Linked DNA regions of Mus musculus: region 2 is linked to region 1. The links are chromatin contacts, called in public Hi-C maps. All regions are on one chromosome and are shown on one strand. Each heading gives the region's core, a stretch centred on a gene start, on an enhancer-like site or on the middle of the called end of the contact. The rest is flanking DNA. Distances are from core to core; before and after follow the strand shown. Region 1 has its middle 50 kb from the start of Gadd45g. Region 2 has its middle 59 kb from the start of 4921525O09Rik.

The links. A called contact is a pair of places that touch in the nucleus more often than the background predicts.
Region 2: a Hi-C map of liver shows a contact between it and region 1, with 5 times the contacts expected there. The contact joins two enhancer-like sites. A contact is called at or near these places in 3 of 484 Hi-C or Micro-C datasets (bone marrow-derived macrophages, liver and uterus), 3 of 115 datasets of contacts at active chromatin or transcription factors (effector CD8 T cells, large pre-B cells and memory CD8 T cells) and 1 of 9 other capture datasets (embryonic stem cells).

The regions. Positions count from the first base shown.
Region 1 is chr13:51,893,745-51,899,925 of GRCm38.p6, forward strand. No RefSeq gene overlaps it. Among named protein-coding and RNA genes, the nearest start is that of Gadd45g, 50 kb to the left of the region's middle. Within about 2 kb of position 3,992, at least 7 of the 459 cell types and tissues checked have an H3K27ac peak or open chromatin away from gene starts, as enhancers often do. A contact at or near this core is called in liver, where this site is marked.
Region 2 is chr13:52,152,978-52,159,158 of GRCm38.p6, forward strand. No RefSeq gene overlaps it. Among named protein-coding and RNA genes, the nearest start is that of 4921525O09Rik, 59 kb to the left of the region's middle. Within about 2 kb of position 2,649, at least 116 of the 459 cell types and tissues checked have an H3K27ac peak or open chromatin away from gene starts, as enhancers often do. A contact at or near this core is called in liver, where this site is marked.

The sequences.
Region 1 (6,181 bases), core at 2,742-5,241:
GGGCTTACCTATGTGGAGAGACTCATAGAAGGAGTAAAGGACTAGTTCATCAGGAGCTATGACAAATGTGGCCTCTCCCCCACAGCAAGGTGGAGAGTGTTCCAAGGCAGCAGCCACATCTCCAGGTGCCTGTCTGACCTCACTTTCATATTTGTACTGGCTTGCTTTTGCTGTAATTTGCTGTCCCCCCCACCCCATCCCCAGCATAGACCTGTTGAAGTAAGGAGAGACTAGCAACTCTTCTTTCAGTGGGAGATCCTGGAGCAACTCAGAGTCACATGATAGATGTACTTAAAGCTTTGGTTGCACAGATTCCCCAGGACATGGATTCTGAAGGAGCTGAGAAGAAGAGGATCTGACTCTGAATGAGAGACCCAGTCAGTAGTAGGGCTGTACCCTAGATTGTGAGCAGGTACATTAAACATACATCTCTGTAGAAGTAGCCATGCTTTCACCTGCCCTCTCACCTCACTAGACCTTGGAACACTGTACCTGTTCCATGTTGTTCAGGGAGAAAGCTCAAAGACTCTTATTTGGTGAAAGACCTGTGAAATGAATATTTGAGTCACCCAAGAGTCTTGCCAAGTATGCACCTGAGCATCTTTCAGGGAAGCCATAGCAGGACAAAACATTCGAATACCCATACAAAGCTTTCTACCAGCTACTGGGGACTTGCTAGGAGGGAAATGGTAGTCAGCTCTGAACAGTGAGATAATATTGTGTTGCTCAAATGGGGCCATTCAGAGTACAAGAAAATACTTTTAGAATCAAAACTATGTCGCAGGAGGAAGAGGAAATATCATACTAGTTTACAAAATAATGTGAGGTAAAACATTCAGAAAAAATAGAAAAGAGGAAACATAAAGATATAGATAGACAAGAGGAAAATGAAAGAATAAATCAAAGGAGTATGTATGACAAGAGAGGAATCCAGGAAAAGAATAATCATAGACATTTGTCAAAATCTAAGAGGGATTTCCAGATCAAAAGAGTCCTCAACTGTTCAGCACAGTGTAGATTCTGGAAATTGGGTAAAAAGATTAACTGGTGTTTTGCACAGCAAGCCAGACATCAGCTACAATCCCAGAATTTTATACCTAGCCAAACTATCTGTAAGATGTAATCTACCAAAGCAAATTTGCTGATAGAAACGTTAGTTGACTTTGTGAATATAGAATCTTCAAGAAGTAACTTTAGCCCATTGGGTATATCATTAATCTCAAGTTTACACCCACCCTCCTGCTTGCATGTTCTGCTTTAAGGGTCCTACTTTTCTCTGTGACCAAATTTTTCAGGACCAGGTTTCACACCTCAGTGCTTCTTTGGGTCCAGAGGCTACTTCAGAATTGAAAAGAGCCACTTTGTTCAGAAAAGAAAAATTCAACAAGTGAGATTGTGCTGACTGTCCTGGGGTTTCACAGGGACCTGGAGACACTCACCCTCTTTTTTCTCTTCCTTCATCCCATGCTTCATGTGCACATATACACTATTAGACTCGAGTTTCCCAACTGCCTTAGAATCTCTTCAGGGAAAAGAGAGATAGTGCCAATTCACCCGCATCCCACTTGGAACATTGGACCTTGGGTGTTTTGATTTTAGTTAGTATAGATTCTTCCAGGTATTTTAAATATGTTTACAATTAAGCATTTGCATCTATGGATGTTGTGTGGGAGGGCTCATACCTGTACCTGAGCAATCTCATGTCCATGTAGTATGTTTAAGAAAAATCCATTCTTATTTTCCATATTGTATTTTATTTATAACATATATTTTACTTTTAATTATGTGTGTTTGTGAATGTCTCTGTGTAGCATGTGCACATGAGTACAAGTACCCATGGAGGCCGGAGGGGAACATTAGATCCCCTAGAGCTGGAGTTACGATTGGTTGTGAGCTGCCTTCTGTAGGTGCTGGGAAAGCAAACTTGGATCCTTTGCAAGAGCAACTTGTGCTTTTAATCATTGACCCATCTCTCCAGCCAGCATAATCCATATTTTAGATTGTAGCATAACTTTTCTGCTGCATGGTTTCTCACAGGCTGAATCATGGGTCTCCATCTGTATTTACAGAAGCAGATTCTTCTCACTGGTTTGTCTCCTCGGACTCGGTCTTTGAAATGAGAGCATTTTCATTAACTTAAATGAGCCTTGCTCTTGGCCAGTTAGGTTGTTTTGAACTTTTGTACACACACACACACACACACACACACACACACACACACACACACACACACACACACATACACACACACACACACACTATACCTGGAGGAATGTATATATGTGTGTACATATGTGTACAATGTATAACCACTAGGAATATGTCTATAGAATAGATTTTTCTTTTTGTGTGTGTGCATGCTTATGCATATGTGCAGGTGCATGCGGAAGCCATGGGTCGATGCCACAAATCCTCAATCAATCTTCCAACTTATTGAGGCAAGTTTTCTCAATCAAATCCAGAGCTCACAGATACACCTACTCTCATTAGCCAACTTCATTAGGATCCCATCTCTCTCTCTTTGGGGGCTTGAATTATAGTCAGGCATCCAGACCCACCTGGGATTTACATGGTGAAGGTACTCTGGCCAGCTTGAGCATGGCAGGGAAGGCTCTGGCAGGCCTTATTCTTCTCCCTGATTACCTCTGCCTTGATAAAACCCGTTAGATTACATTCCTAAAGCTAGCCCCCAAGGTCTACTCCCTTATATAGCCACTTCCTCCTCCTGAGACTGAATACCAAGGTCCAGCTATCAAAGTATTGAAGTCAAACCATCAAAAGCCCCCTTTGGATCATCTAATTAACATGCTCAATTACAATTAAACACCTCACCCTTACATGAGGTCTCCCCTTTTACCTTTATAAACCGACATTTGCCTATGGGCCATGCGTGTTTCCTCTCTATCCAGAGGCAGTCCTTTGTCCTTTTCTGAGACAAATACTCTTTCTTCCTTGTTTCCTTCCCCCTGTCTCTCATCCTCTATGTCCTGTGGTTGTCCCTTATTCTTGCCCTCTGTCCCTCTGGGACAAGTAAATTTCCTTTTTGCTGAGAACATGATCTTAGGGATCCTAATCCAATATTTTTCCTTTCACATGGCTTCTGGATATTTGAACCATGTTCCTTAGCCTTGTGAGCAAGCACTTCAACCACCGATCCATCTCTCCAGCCCTTAGAGTAGATTCTTAGAAGCAGAACTCTTAATTCAAAGGTGTGCATATATTTTCATTTTTAAGAAGTTATTGTGACGTTATTCTCTAATATTGTTTACTAACTGATGCTTCCACCCACAGAACAAGGAGATGCCAGTTTCCCCATGTGTTTATAATGTGCTTATGATATTTAAATAATAAAGATAGAACAGAAATAGTACTCCAAGTTTACTTTAATCTTCATATAAGTAGGGTGAACTTGTGTCTTTTTGACCAACTTATTTTTGTTGTTGTTGAAAGTTTCTGTTTCCTTGTAGGCATGTGTGTGTGTGTATTTTGGACAGGGTCTTACATAGTTAAAGCATTTTGCCTACCCAGTGCATTCAAATTCACTTCTTAGGAAAATCTATGACACATTAAAGTAAACTCTATCCTTTGACTCAGTAAAGCAGAAGAAACTATTGTACTGTGAGGCACAAAAACTCTTACGTTGCTTTAAACTCACTCTGTGGCCAACACTGTCCAGCTTCCACTGCCTGTGCTGTGATGATAGGTAAATGTTATCCTATCACATTCTGATTATTTGATACAGTGGATCAAATCTAGGGCATTGTGGGTGGTAGATACCGCTTGGTCAACTGAGCTACATCTCCGGCTCTTCCTTTGCATGTATTATTTAATAACTTGCATTAACGTTAATAGCTTCAATAAACAGACTCAAAAATCAAAGAACCAAACAAAATCAAGGTCCATTTCTTGTTTACTCTGAGTCTCCAGCCTGCAGCTGCACTGTGGACCCCGTGGCCTTTGGGGTGGCAGTAGTGGAGAAGGGAGGAGTCTGGGGACACATGGTATGGGCTGACCCAGATCTGTGAGTTATGTCAGCTGATGAGCTGTCTGGTGACCAAGAACTGGTGGATCTCTGTGTCACCTGCCAGGGAGGCAGGACACTCTCCCTACTGCTGGAGTTTGTCTTTGTGGGTAAAGCCTTGGCTTCCCCGTAGCTGCCAAGTTAGGTAATGTCTGGCAAGGTCTTGCTTTGCCTATAGTTTAGCAGAGCTGTCTTTTGTTATTAATTGCACAAGACTTTTGATATAGCCTGGTCGTTAGCCCTTAGTCTTGTGGAAGGTTTCCCCGTGCTTTTCTGCTCTGTTTTATAGCTCTTGCTTGTCCCGGCCTACACATGCTTTCTGCGTGACTGGCTTCTGGGTCCCCATCTTCTCCTGACGCCGTCCACATTCTGAGCTCTGCCTAACAAGGTTACATCTACCAGGGTCATGAACACCTCACCCACACCTTCCTGTGGCTTCGAATGCACTTTTAGAGATTGAATTCTAGTGTTTGTTTTTATGTATGTCCTTGGGGATTTCTGTAATGGCTTTTACCTTTCTGCTAAACTTGCTGCTGACGTCCAGGTGACCAGATGCTGGGGATGCATTTGTATGCACCTTTGGTTGCTCTCTCTGGCTACCCATTCTCCAGCTCCTTCCTGGGGCTGACTCTGACTGTCAAGTACCCTCCCAGGCCTGATTCTTGCCTGGCTCCTTTTCACCTCCAGCTCTGGTAGACAGCTCACCTCCTTGTTCCTAATTCCCTTCTCTCCCACCTGGCTGTAGGATTCCTCTCCAGATGCCCACAGCTCCCTTGGTATTCCTGGCTCCAGCCTGCTCTTCTGATTGCTCATCTACTGCCTGACTCCTTTGCATTTACCCACATACTTTCCCCCTTCCTGATCTACATGCTCTGAGCCCTTGCCACAACCTCCACCTTGGGACACACCCTGATCTCTACCTTGGGACACACCCTGTCTCTACCATCTGAAGCACAGTTCTTGCTGAGGAGTGACAAACTAACTTTCCACCACATCCCAAAGGGACCCTTGCTCCAGAGCAGCCATGTTTTGTGGGAAGCCGCAAACGCCATTACAAGATGGGGCTGGCTACCACTGGCCACCGCCCATGATTATGGGTAAACAACCAATGTGCACATGTGCATAAGAGTTTTTTTGCCAAGTCACTGCCTGGCCCGACGCATATTAATGAGGTACTGGTAGCATAACCAATCAGGTATGGACACGTCACTCCTAGGCCTATATAAGCAGCACTATTTCTGGGCTCAGGGTCTTTCGCCTATGCAGTCAATGCTCTCCCAATAAACGTGTGCAGAAGGATCCTATTGTGGCGTCGTTCTTGCTGGCGAGTCGGGCGCTCACAATGTTTCCCTTTCCAATTCCTCATTACCGCATACTGTTTGCAAATTTCATTGTCTGGATAACGTCCCCCAATTTCCTTAGCAGCCAACTTGACTTATGTCTCTCTATAGCCCCACTGCACAGACCTGCCCAGGAGGCTGTATCTTAATATGCCCCTGCAGGTTGGTGTAGGAGACCTTGAGCTACTGGAGGAGCTGGGCCCCAAGGAGTCTTCTGTTACCCTGAAGCCCGACTTGTAGCGAGGCCTCAATGAGACTCCAGTCGTGAAGTAATTTCAGGAAGGCAGAAGCCCAGATCCAGGCCAGGTGGGGACTTGAAAGGATGAGTAGCCAGCCAGTGGCCTCAGGCCTGGCTGAAAGGAGAGGTCAAGCTGCCCATGGCCCGTCTCAGGCAGTTAAAGGGCTACATTTACTGAGCTCCACGCTGGAAGCTCTGCCTGCTCCCTTCACAGCTGCCTCGATAAAGAACACATTTTATTCTTCAAATTCCAGAGCCTCATTGGATTCTGGGGAAAAAAAAATCTGACTTCAGCCATCACTTAGAGGGTGGGACAAGTGTTGAGGGTGACTCAGGACAGAGTCTCTTGAAAGGTCTGGCCTGGAGCTCTAACATGGGCACACACACACACACACACACACACACACACACACACACACACAGTGGATCCCCGAGGCTCCTGGCCTGAGATCAGAGCAGCTTCTCTGTCTCCTGCAGAAGGATGCTCCGAATTTTTTGCCCTGAATGTGTAGCCTCACCCAGGGCTGGCAGCTCCAAGAACAGCACACTGTCCTGATTAGGCTCAGTGTTGGCTGCAAGCAG
Region 2 (6,181 bases), core at 1,399-3,898, 260 kb after region 1:
TGTTGTTGTTGTTGTTGTTGTTGTGATTGTTGGTATTTTGTTTTGTTTTGAGGGATGAAGCAAACTATCTCCTAGCTGTTTTAGTAAGTCCCAGTCCTTCCAAGCTTGTTTTTAAAACATTCTTTGGTGGGAGCCTGGTTTACTGTGTCTACAGATCTGGGGGTGATTATGTTCCTCCTATTTCACAATTTCAGTTGATATTTGTTCTGCCTGGTTTGGCTTTTGGAAAGTAAGAGGACGTAACTGGCTTTTGGAGACTGTGGACCGTCCCCTCCCTGCCTGGTCCCCTGGCTCTCTTGTTCTGGGAATTGTACCTATTTATTGTCTCTGGTCACTTTACATAAAGAGTTTTGTAAAAGGAACGAGGGATGAAGGATGACTCTTAAGTTTCTTTTTTACACTGACAAGCGATTTCTTCCTTGGTTTGTGGTTGTGGGCCACATGAGAGCAGCTGAGGAGGGACACGTTAGCCAGGACCTGCCCTCCGTCTTTCCACTTTATTCTACATGCAAGAGAAGGGCAGAGATTGCCACAGCGTGGCGACGGCCTTCTGCCCAACTCCGTATCCCTCCAGACACGATGGCGTTGAAATCCACTCTTCATGCTGCTGTTGGTCAACATTTGAAGACTTGTTTATGAAAATATCAGGAACTGTCAGAACCCCACAGTAGGAAACCTTACCCCCAACACACATCAACCTCCGTTGTCCCTGCCCAAAATAACAAATCAGCTTCCTGGAAGGGCCTTGCTCAAACCTGGGAGCGACGTCAGCCTGCCCTCTGCCTGTGCGTATGAGGGCTGACCTTCTGAGATCAAACATTGTCCTGTCCAAGAGTCCCTTTGCCTAGAAATGTTCCTGCCTGGTGCAGATCCCTGTTTCCCTCAGCAGCCTGGCTGATTGTCTTCCCAGGGGGACTTGCCCAGTTCTGCTCTGAGCCACAGCTCTGCCAAAGTAAACCACATAGACTTACAAACAGTTTAAAATTCATTTTTCCTAGATGAGCTAAAGATGCATAAGGGAGAGAGAGGAACTTCATTTTTTTAAAAGTGTGTATGTGGGGGAGGGTCTTTTAGTATTATTATTAATAAGATCATGATGGTGATGAGAACAGGGATGTTTCAGAGGCTGGGGATGACCTGTCAGCTATACAAGACACATCTGTGACAGAGAAGAATCCATAGTGGCTCTCGCATACTGGAAGTCCTGGTGGCAGAGCTGAGAACCCATCACGTTGCAGGGATGTCAAACAGTATTGAACAGAGCTGTGAGCCAGGGTCTGCTGCTGGCACAGCACTTGGTTCTTCCAGACAAACAGGCCAGTTTCCCAGGATTTTGCAAGCAGCAGATGAGACCTGAATGATCACACACCAGATCTTGGCAGGGATTTGCTGTCCCTGTTTGCAAGATTGTCCCAGATTGGATCACAATGTACATAGAGATGGCTCTGAAATTCCCTCAGAGAACAAATTCCTCAATACAACTCTTCATCTGGAAATTTACCTAGCCACCCCCACCCCCGTCCACAAAAATGCTAACGTTTTTAAACTTGAAGGTGCATCAGAGGGGCCAGATGCAGTAGCAGACACATCTGTAAGCCCAGCATTCTTACAGTGAGATGGGAGGCTAAGACAAGGAGCCACAGAAGCGTGAGGGTCAGCTAGCCTTGGAGTGTGCAGTAGGGGACAGTAAGAGTGTCTCAGGCAAAAAGTCCCTGTATGGTTTAATAGGACCAGCAGAGGTTGTCCTGTGATCTCCACCCATGAGCTGTGGTATGCTTCCTCAGCCATGTTAATAAAGAGGGCAAGAATAAAAACAGTGATCAGCTGAACAGATTGGTGTTACCATTTATTTGGTGCATCCCAACACCCTGCTAGCATCTCTGTTTGCTTTGTGTCTGCACGCTCCACTCCTCTCTGGGGGGACGGAGAGTGCAAGGGGACTTGATTTTACTCCAGGGTGCACGTTTAGCATGGAAGCCACGGCTGCCTGCAGCAAGCAAGCAGGAGGGTGGAGGAGACTGTAGCCTCTGCTGGACACTGTGAATCGGTGCTTGTTCTGTGCTTACAATGAACATCATCACCATAGAAACCTGGCAAGAGCTGTGTAAGAGTCTGCAGCCTTCGCCAGATGAATGTTTTGCTGTTAGGATTTGCTGTGGTCCTATTAAATCATACGGGGTGTTTTTCTGCCGGGCAACAGGCGCTGTCATAAAATGCATCCATCATCAGATCCTCACGCCACCCGTTGACCAGCCCCATGGTGCGTGTTGACATAAGCGGGCTGCAAACGGCACCCACAGCTGCAGGCTTGTGACAGGGACTCCCTTGCAACAGGTGTATGCTTTAAAGGACCCTGAACCTGGATTTACAGTGAGGCCAGCTGCTGCCTTTGGGACTGACCATTTGTCATCTCTAGATGGGTCACCCTCCTAAAAGACTAGCTTGTTGGAAATTCTATCCTCACCCATGGGACCCTGTCATAATTTTCTTTTTGCTGGCTTCTGCTAGCAGGGAGAAAAGAAGCTGAACAGCTTGCCCAAGCTTTAAGTTACAAAATCAACCAAACAAAACACTCACTTAGACCAGGCAGTACTGAAACATTCCAGAGATCTGAGAGTCCCAAGGTTGGTTAGGAACAAGGTCCTTGCCTCCTCTGGCAGAGTCCAGAGGTGACACCCAGCTCTGCTTTGTACAGCAGAAAGCATCAGCTCTGAACACCATGGCCCGCTAAATGTCCTCCACAAGAAAAATATTGTGGGCAGTTTCTATTCTGGGAGGAACTTTTGGTAAACAAAAACTTTATCCGGGTGCCACTCATCACTGTACTGAAGAAGGGGAAAAGACTTGAAATAGCCAAGTGGACGATTTTGGTTGGCTCAAAGCCCGAGTTCTTCTACCAGCTTGGGTACTTTGAGACCCACACTCACAGAGTGCTCTTGGAGCTTCCTGACAAAGTTTAACTTGAGTGGCGCAGGCATGTACAGTTTTCTTTCTCAAAGTGAAAGTGACACGTGTTCAGAGGAGACCAGGAAGACGTAAGAATGTAAATCAATAAACGGTTTGCAGAACTGACCCACAACCTCCTGACCTATATATAACTGAAGGCCTACTGACTTGCGGTGTTCGTTCCTCTTGCAGAGAGACTTAGAGAAACAAGAGGAAACATTTGGAAGCTGGGGATCCAATTAATGAGGATTAGAGTCAGGTCTGGAAGTCCAGATGTCATAGCAACAGAATTAGGGTTAGGTAACATCCAGCTATATTGTCTTTCTCTAAGAAGCCTGGAGAGGCCAGAGGGAAGTGACGACCTGGGAAGGTGTGCTCTACCTAGGATCCCTCTGTCCTTTACATCGGTGGCTCTTGGGGGCTGAGGATGACCTTAGAGAACCTGCCTAGCATGCGTGAGGTCCTGAGTTCAATCCCCGGCACTGGAAGTAAAACAACTTACAAGGTCCAGCCAGAACTACTCAGCCTCCTTCAGTGTCAGGCACACACTTGCAGAGATGTATACAAGAATGCAGGGGGCTTGGGAGATGGGTCTCCATCCAGTGGGGAGCCCCAATCCCTAGGTTTGTGGTGTGGAGCTAGAGAGTCTTATGTCTCAGAACCTGCAGCTGCAGGGGTCTCAGAGTTCAACAGGTAGGGAGAAAGAGCCTCTTGGGCTCCAGCTCCCTTGGCTGACAGGGCTCTCTCACACAGAAGAGTTCACGCCTGGGCTGCTAATTGGATGGGTGTAGACCTTAGCTATCACAAGAGGATAGGCTAAGGGTCTCGTGGCCTCTTTCCTTCTTTAGGAAATTGAAATTACAGATCTAGACTAAGCCTCAGATGAATAGGAGTGTCCATCTCTGCACATGTCTGCTAGGGTGGGGTTGGGGCGCAGCCTCTGGGGCACTAGTTATGGGTCCACAGTGGGGATCCTGAGAAGCCTGGACTCTATCTTTGCGGGAAGCTTCAACCCCTAAAGCAAAGGTAGTATTTGGTCTCGGGAAAGACGCCTGGATGGAATTTGGGGTCCGGGCTCTTTCCTCCAGGCATGGGAGATACAGCACTGAATAAATATAGACAGGACTTGTGTTCTTGGAAGGATTTATTTTATTGTTGTTCTGTTTGTTCATCTTTTTTATTTATTTAAAGTCTTGCTATGTAGCCTTAGATGATTTAGAACTCACTGTGGACCAGATGGGCCACAAACTTATAGAGCTCAATCTGCCTCTGCCTCCTGAGTGCTTGGATTAAAAGCATGTACCACCCACTATATGTATTAGTTAGGGTTTTCCAGAATAGCAGAATTTATATATGGGACACACATATGCACACATGTGTATGTATGTGTATACATGTGTATGTGTGTGTGTGTGTGTGTGTGTGTGTGTGTGTGTGTGTGTGTGATTTATTGGAATCACTTACAGACTATGATCCAACTAATCCAACAATGTCAGACTATGAATGGGAACCCCAAGAATCCAATAGTTAATCCGTTCCCAAGGCTGGATGTCTCAGTTGGTCTTCAGTAGATGCTAGAGTTCCAGAGAAATAGGCTCTAATGCCAATGAAGGAATGGACTTGCTACCAAGACAAGAGCAAGCAGGCAAAGAGCAAAAGCTTTCTTCTTCCATGAATTTATATAGGCTTCCAGCAGGTGTGGCATGGATTATAGGTGTGTCTTCCTGCCTCAAGGTCCAGATCAAAGGTGAGTATCTCTCTACTTCAAAGGTCTAGACTAGATATAGATTCACCTCCCAGGTGTTCCCTTCATTTCTGGATTGTAGTTTTTTCCAGATGTAGTCAAACTGACAATGAAGAATGTCCATCATACAGTGGGAGGAAGATGTAGTCAAACTGACAATGAAGAATGTCCATCATACAGTGGGAGGAAGTGTTTCGGAAGAACCCTTTTCCCCAGCAGCTCACGGCATTTCTCCCTCTAGATTTTTTGATGTATTCCAGAATATTCCAGAAGCCTCTAGGACTTTCCACTGTCTTCCTGTAACCCAGGTTGCCCCTTAGGAAGGGAACACAAAGTGTTGCTACAGAAAGACAAGATTTCAAGTTCTCTTTGAAAGAATATTTAATTTCAAAACAGCACCAGGAAACCTAGGCTAGGCAGGGGACCCCATAGTATGACCTAGGATACCATCTAAAATCCTAGAGTAAAACACAGGGAGCAAGAGTCAGTGTACAGCTCAGATGAACAACTCAGCCCCATGCTGGTACTCCTATATATACTACGTATGGGCCTACAGTCTGGACAAAACAACTCTCACAAGGCAGAAAGCAAGTTAAGGCATGCCTGTTCCAGCCTCATGTCTGTGGCCATGAAACCTTGTGCAGAACCTCACCTTGCTACATCCACTCATGTAGTGACTCGCGTGACAGGCCTAGAAGCCTGGAAGCAGTCCCAAGGCAAAGAGTTTCATGGAAACTTAGCTTCCTGGAACCTTGGCATTCCCATAGCACATATGCTCCAAACCTATCCTGGAGTTAGTTTGGTGTATGGATCTGTCTGCTCTCTTTCAGTATTGTTTTATTATAAGTGCCTTTAAGGATTGATTTTGACATACAGCTAAGCCTTCGCCAGTGTTCCAATGTCCTAGGAAGTCCTTGAGCTGACCTTGAGCTTGGAATTCAGTAAGAAGGTTACCTATTCAGTAACATTCAAATTTACCTCTAGTAGAGACAGTGAAAGTAATCAGGCATCACAATTTACTTGAATAGAGCTAGAAATCTCAGGGCTAGTCTACATAGTAATTACTTAGGACAATAGCCAAGTTACTCCCATACACACTTTGCTTGCTTAGAAAAATTACATTCAGATATGCACTCTCTCTGTGTCTGTGTCTGTTTGTCATCAGCACCAACTCCTTGCTTGCCTGTAACCAGAACCCTGAGTTTTCCTGCAGATCGAGGACCCGACTGAGGTTCGTCTGCAGCATCACCTCTTTTCCTATAGCTTGAGGATGTTGACCTCCTAGATCCTGGACTTAGTGAAATGGACAGAGCTGCTCTCCAGTTAGGACTGTAGGCACCTGTAGGTAATAGGTTGTAGGTTGTAGGTAGTAGGTAGTGGGCAGTGGGCAGTGGGCAGTGGGCTGTAGGTTGTAGGTTGTAGGCAGTGGTATCCCTCTGTGCCAGGCCCATTCTCACCTTGGGAATACTTTAGGAGAACCCACAAAAATTC